2 separate regions of the Anser cygnoides genome follow, and region 1 is linked to region 2. Evidence: chromatin contacts called from public Hi-C data. All regions are on one chromosome and are shown on one strand. Each heading gives the region's core, a stretch centred on a gene start, on an enhancer-like site or on the middle of the called end of the contact. The rest is flanking DNA. Distances are from core to core; before and after follow the strand shown. Region 1 holds the start of ERCC6L2 (ERCC excision repair 6 like 2). Region 2 holds the start of SLC35D2 (solute carrier family 35 member D2).

Region 1 (3,404 bases), core at 533-3,032, 190 kb before region 2:
AACCAAGTTCCTCTTACTAGCACTTTTAATGCTATCATGCTTAATTAATATCACTGAATTGAATGACCCCTTTTTTGTTCTGGTACAGAATTAGACAATTGTCTTATATTTCCAAAAATTCTAGGTGCTTGTGCTTTCTATGGATTTCAGCTCAATTTGCAAACAGTGCATCTGAGAACCACTAACCTGTTTTGTTTTCAGACATGCTGACATGGAGGATGCTGTAAAAAGTAACTAAGCTGCCCTTTTTAGATACACATCAATTAGTTTATTTCCTCTCTGTGTCAAAGAAGACTGAACAGGAAAGCCAAAAGTTACATGTGAAATGCTTTCAGGGATACAGCACATCTTTTCCAAGTGCTTATCCCCATTATCCTATTCATTTTGGTTATTACCTGAGTCTAACACTTAGTCTTATGAGATCTAAAATTAAATATGAGCAAAGTTCCAATTGTCATATGGAGTTTGGATATATTGAACTTTTCAGTAATATCAACTGCTTTTCAAAATAAAATCTTACAAATCTTTTCCTGCAGAAACATGGTGTGAGATATTTTTAATATCCTAGCTTCTAACTTGAGCTAGAATGATTTCCTGGAAGGACTTCTATATTCTAAAAGCTGTAACAGATAGATTACATAAGTAATTAATTCACTGACTTCTGAAAACATTTTCATGATGGGCCTGGTCCTACAAGGAAGGAATGTCCTGGTGAAAGAAGTTCTCTCTCTCTGTCCAGCTTCCATTTTTTATGTTTATTTATTTAATATTTTTTTCCCTGAAGTGTTGTAAAGTTACAGAAACTGCTTGTAATTTGTGAGAGGAATTTTAACAGCAGAGGAAAGCTATCTGATGAGATAAAAGCTAACCAACTAAAAAGCTAAGTAAGGATGCTTTCCTCCCTTTGTTGGCCATCTTAAGAAAAGTTACAAGAGCATACCTAAGTGTAATAGAGACTCATCCGAGTAACATCAGTTGGGTTTTCACGTGCAATTCTGGCTCCAGATAAGCCACTGAAGTCTTACCACTGAATGGGACCATTGGAGTGTAGTCAGAATGTTAGTCGCTGTTAGAAGAATTAAAGTGTTTAAGATTTAAAGTGTTTAAGGATTTTAACCTATTTCTTATTTCCTCCTATTGGGGAACTATGATACTGTATTTATTACAGTAAAATAACAGATGTACTCTGCTGGGAAGAATCCTTATTAAGTACAAATATCTCTGTAGAAGAATCAAATGCAACATAATATTAATTAAATAAACACCTTGTGGTATAAACAAACCTTTATCTTCAAGCATGATCCCCTTTAAAAGTTTGCCTTAGAATCACAGCTTATATTCTTGCTGATCTAAGACGTTCTGAGGGCTGAGGTTTGTTAAGTATGTGAGGTCGCAGTGGGGTTAGTGTAATTATTTTGCCAAAGCTCCAAAATCTGAAACGTGGTGCTGTTCTCAGCCTTGGTTTTGTGATGGTTCTTGTCACATTCCTTTAGAACCAATGCAGGTAACTACAAGACTACATGGGTATTTTTAAGACAATGTCTTTTATTAGTGGTGTATTTTCGAACAATCTCCCCCAATATATGCGGTGCCTGATACGCACTTTATTGTCTCAGGGATACCTCCCACGCTCATGCCTCAGAGGACCACGAGCCTAACACACCGCCCCACCGTCCCCTCTCCGCCCCTCCTTTCGCGACACAACCCCCAAACCTCGCGATGCTTAGCGCCGCGGCCCCGCCAGCCCCGCACTTCTCGCGAGATCTCCCCCTCCCGTCACCCCCTCTCCCCCTCCCGGTTCCCCCCCCACACCCTTCCCGCGGCCTGGCCGTGCCCCGCGGGGTGGTGCCGGGCCCCAAGATGGCCGCCGCGGCTCCGGGCCCTCCTGGGCGTCCCTCCGGGCGTCCCGCCGGGCTCCGGAGCGCTCCGCCGGGCCCGTCCTGCCCGGGGCGAAGCGGGCGGTGTCGTCCCCGCGGCCGCCCCCGGGGAGCTTGAGGCGCGGCCCCGCGGCCGGGATGTGCGAGGCGACCGCAGGTGAGGGCTGGCGGCCGGGGCGTCCCGGGGCCGGGGGTCGCTGAGGGTGGGGGGGGGGTGTCGGGGGTGACGGGGGAGGCTCTGAGAGACGGTTATTTTTGAGACGAACGGCCTTGTCCTGGACTTATTGTTTATTATTTTTCCTTTGGATAAGGGGTAGTGTGTGTTTAAGTGAACCCGAAGCTCCCTGCTTCGTCATCTTTTTGGAAGACAACGTTTATATTAGCCTCCAACGTTTAGCAATTTTTAGGACTTTTAGGAAAAGTCGTGGCTTTGCTTCGTAGTGTGTTGAGTGTGCTCTGAAGGTAGGTTGTCGGAGTGTAAAAACTTCGCGCTTTACATTAAGTGGTTCAACCTCAGTATTTACAGAGGATTCGCAGTGATTTTGCCTGTTTTCTACAATAATAGTTGTTAAAGTGGGCTCGTGAGTGACAGTAGGCCGTTACGCTTTGCATTTTCTCATAAGTGGTGATGGGATAGATATAGGCAAGCATCTTAAATGTTCTCTTTTTCCATGGATGGCAAGTGTGCTGCATCTATACTTGGAAGCCATACTGGATAATTTTTGTCATCTGTAAAGGTTTTACCCTACATAAATGATTGTTTTCTGGTTCCAAAAAAAGAAGGTAGTGAATCAGGCTAGTTGAAGTAGCAGTTCTTACTTCAGCTTGTACAGCGTTATTTTCTGGAATCTTGTAGCGGTGGTATTCTTAATACCATTATTTTGCCATTTTTCCCATTTTTCTTCTTGCTTACTAGGTCTGGAGTTTTGTATTTCTGAAGTTACTGTCCAATACTCTCTATTCTGCTTTGCACCTGGAACTCTAATTCTGTCAAGTCAGAAGTGACTCGTAAAACTGAAGTAAATGACTTAGCAACTAAGGCACTGTCATCTTATCATAGCTTTAACCTGAGTGTCTTCAAATGCTACATGTCACAGATATTACTGAAAAAGAAAGTAAAATCGGAAATACTCATGTATTTTAAATTCTATTTTGCATATTTAGTACTGAGCTGGGTATCACTAGTTTCATATTTCAGTCTTGCTTCTCAGTTTTGAGAAATTGCCCAAAGATTCAAATGCTAAGGGGAGAAAGTCATATGCTCTCTCCCTCTTTTTTTTTTTTTTCATGGATTTAGGCATGTGTGTAAGACAGTACAAATACCTTAAAGTTTAAGAGATTGTATGTGATTTGTTGAATGTGCTGTCTGTACATCAGCCTTTGCCTCAGAAAGATATACTTGAGCTTCAAATTTCGGGGAGGATCTTCGGGCATGACTGAAGGTATGTAGAGCCTTATGTACAGGGCACAGGGTGTGGGGTGGAACTTCTCATCCCAAGCAAGGATGATGCAGGGGCAGCATGAGAG
Region 2 (3,008 bases), core at 253-2,752:
ATCCTCAGGTGCCAAGGAGCTCCCCAAACCTAACAAACAGTTGCTTCCTCCAAAGAGCCATGCAGCATTTTGTTGGACTGCATTGTCAGGGATGGTCACGCACAAATCTGCATCTAGGGAATCTGAAATAAAATCAGTTTCATCCTCTGTGCACACCTGTACAAACAAATGCCCAATAAGGGGTGTACCTTCTCAATGAGCTCTGTAATTTTCCATTATCACAAATTCCTTGAGATTGCAGTGATTTAACACAGAGGCTACCACGAGCTGCTTGGTGCGCTGTATCTCTCCAGTGAGCACCACTGGGACAGGAACACAGCATTAACAAAAGAAAGAAACACTCTGAAGCACAGCAGGAAGGCCTTAGGGACACTGGAGTCATAACACAAATAAAGGACAAGAACTGCCAGCAGTGAAAGAGGTTCCAGGAAGCAGGTATTAGCAGACCCAAAAAAAAAAAAAAAAAAAAAAAAAAAAAGAGCAGAAGAAACAGGACTTTATAATCACGTGACATCTAAACTGTATTTTAGTTTGTACTTATAGCTGCAACACATAGATGTGAAGACTTCGTTCACATGTACTACACAGATTTCTCCAAATCTTTTTGGTCTTGTAGAGCCCTAGAAGTTCCCAGCAATGCCGTAAGCTCGTTGTACAAAATTCAGGTTTAGTGATGGCCATGCTGTCTTTGATTATCTGTCGTGGACGTGCCAGAGGTACACCAGGGATTTACAGGGAGCTGCAGACTGTAGGATGAAAACCACTAGGAAACAAAACCGTAAGTTGCCTCACAGATCATTTTTTGGGAGACACAATATACAGCTCCTACATGTTAGAAAGTAACAGCTAGATTTATTTTTTTTTTCCTTTTTCTGCGTGTTCAGTTTTGTGTCTGTTCTTGGCCCACCGTGAGCTAAAAGACAGCAAAAACGAAGCAAACTAAGCGAAGAATATTAACGGTGAACAGCTCGCTGCTGCAGGTCTGTGATTCGGTAAGGGACTGCCTCCCCACCACGTCAAAGGTGTTTTTACAATTCGGGGATCTTCTCGGGCTCAGCAGCTTTTATCTTCGGCTACCTTATAAAAGCGAGGCGCTTCCAGGAAGGCAGCGTGACTGCCAGCACCGGCAGCAGGATCACAGCTGGCAGCCGCCAGCCGAGGAGTCGCTCGGCCGCGGGGCCCCGACCTTCACTGCTGGGGAGTGCCGAGCCGCGGGGCGCTCACCTGTACGCGCTGAGCAGGGCCTTGTTGACCAGCACGATGAGGAAGGAGCACGTCCCGTAGAAGAGGGCAGACAGCAGCCTGGGCACCGCCGAGACCGCGGGGGAGGCGGCGGGGGCCCCCTCCGCGGCCTGCCCGCTGCTCATGGCGGGCGAGCGGCGGGCACGGCCCCGCCCCGGGCAGCAGCTCGGGGCAGCCGGCACGGCACGGCCCGGCACGGCCCGGCCCGCGGGGAAGGGCCGCCCGACCGCCCGGACGAGCGGCGGCGGCCGCAGGGCGTCCCCTGGCGGAGCGAGCTGAGGCGGCGCCGGGTACGCGGAGCCCTCCCCCGGAGCCGCCGCCAGCCCGGAGCTGTAAGCGGCGGCTCTGCGCTTCACAGCAAGGCAGCGCCTGTCAAAGCCTGGCACCGGTCTGCTTTATTTTTAACCCATCTCCTCAGAAAAGGGTTCCACGGGAGCACAGGTGTGTTCCAGTTGCCCATAAGCAACCAAAATGTTGAGAAATGGCGGGGGCGGGAGGGGGAGGGAAACACGACAGAACAACAAGGGGGACACGGGTCCTCTGTGTTCTGTGACCGGTCAGGCAGATGGGATTATAAGAACAAGGAAGAATGGAAACATTAAGAATTACTATAAACAGCGCACACACACACACAGAATTTTAAAATTAAACCAACTCTTTATTTAAAGCATCTATTGAACTGACGGCACATTCACTCTTCTGCTGTTAAGTCATGCCAAACAACAATTTAATCTTCAAGATTCTTGTGTGTAATCACTTCTTTATAATACAAAAAGCAGTCTTTCACACCTTAGTTTTTTAACTTGGTATCTTACCCGAAACTTCTCACTACACAAAACAGCTTGAACTGTCTGAATCTTCTCTACAGGGAAGTAGAGTTCAGCATGCTTGTCATAGTGAAAAATATTCTGCAAGTTGTCCAAAACCTTACAGCTGATTGAAGAAAATAAAATCAACCCGTGAAGTTATATGACTTCAAGTCTGCAACCAGCTGGTGATTACAACAGTGCTGGAGATCTTGAGCCCTGTGAAACACTACTCAAACAATTACAAGTTACAACTCAGTAATACAACAGACTTATACTTAGGGCTCATTTTGAGATCAGAGTCTTTGCATGTAGTCACCTGAACAGTAAAAACCAATTTGTCACATTCTAGACCTATACCCTGAATTACCAATTTTACATAGGCTAAGGAGCCCAGAATGACTCCAAAGTGTTTCATACTTTTAAGCCCAAAAAGACTTAAAACAAATGAGCCTGATGCCAGCTGAAAACAGAAGTTAAACCGTATAACTGGTACAAAATTAATTACATTCCACAAACGCAATCTTGTTTGTTTTGTTGGTGGTGGTTTTTGTTTAAATATTCAATGTCTCCTTAGTCAAGTGCATCATCAACATATGATGTTAAACAATGATTAATGATTAATACAATTTTCTACCACAACAGGTTATCAACCATCAAAGAACATAATCCAACACTTGCAGTTTCTGGTGGAAAAGTAGACTTACTATTCTGGAACAGCTATAGGCATCTAGTCAGTCTGTATCAAGTGATTGATAAAATGCTATTTTCCTCTTGCTTAAACAAGAGGGAAAGTGGCTTCCCTTCTCATCTGAATTTCCTGACCTTCAATGAGAAGGAAGAGTTAAAAGCAAGCAGGTCAGTAAATGTATTATTAATATCCCCTAAAGCAGTATCCCCTCAACTGCAAAAAAAAAGTTCAATTTGAAGACAACGCCTTGTTAGCATATTACAAATCTC

What was found. Hi-C and Micro-C count contacts between places; a contact is called where the count stands out from the background.
Region 1: a Hi-C map of liver shows a contact between it and region 2, with 1.7 times the contacts expected there. The contact joins the promoter of ERCC6L2 here to the promoter of SLC35D2 in region 2. A contact is called at or near these places in 2 of 7 Hi-C or Micro-C datasets (both in liver).

What each region holds. Positions count from the first base shown.
Region 1 is chrZ:41,086,874-41,090,277 of Taihu_goose_T2T_genome, reverse strand. It overlaps ERCC6L2 (ERCC excision repair 6 like 2), which reads left to right and starts at 1,782. Exons shown (of 18, transcript XM_048080506.2): 1 at 1,782-2,034. The coding sequence starts at 2,016.
Region 2 is chrZ:40,895,860-40,898,867 of Taihu_goose_T2T_genome, reverse strand. SLC35D2 (solute carrier family 35 member D2) reads right to left here and starts at 1,502. Exons shown (of 13, transcript XM_013198778.3): 1 at 1,225-1,502. The coding sequence starts at 1,367. It overlaps ZNF367 (zinc finger protein 367), which reads right to left. Exons shown (of 5, transcript XM_066988695.1): 5 at 1,880-3,008.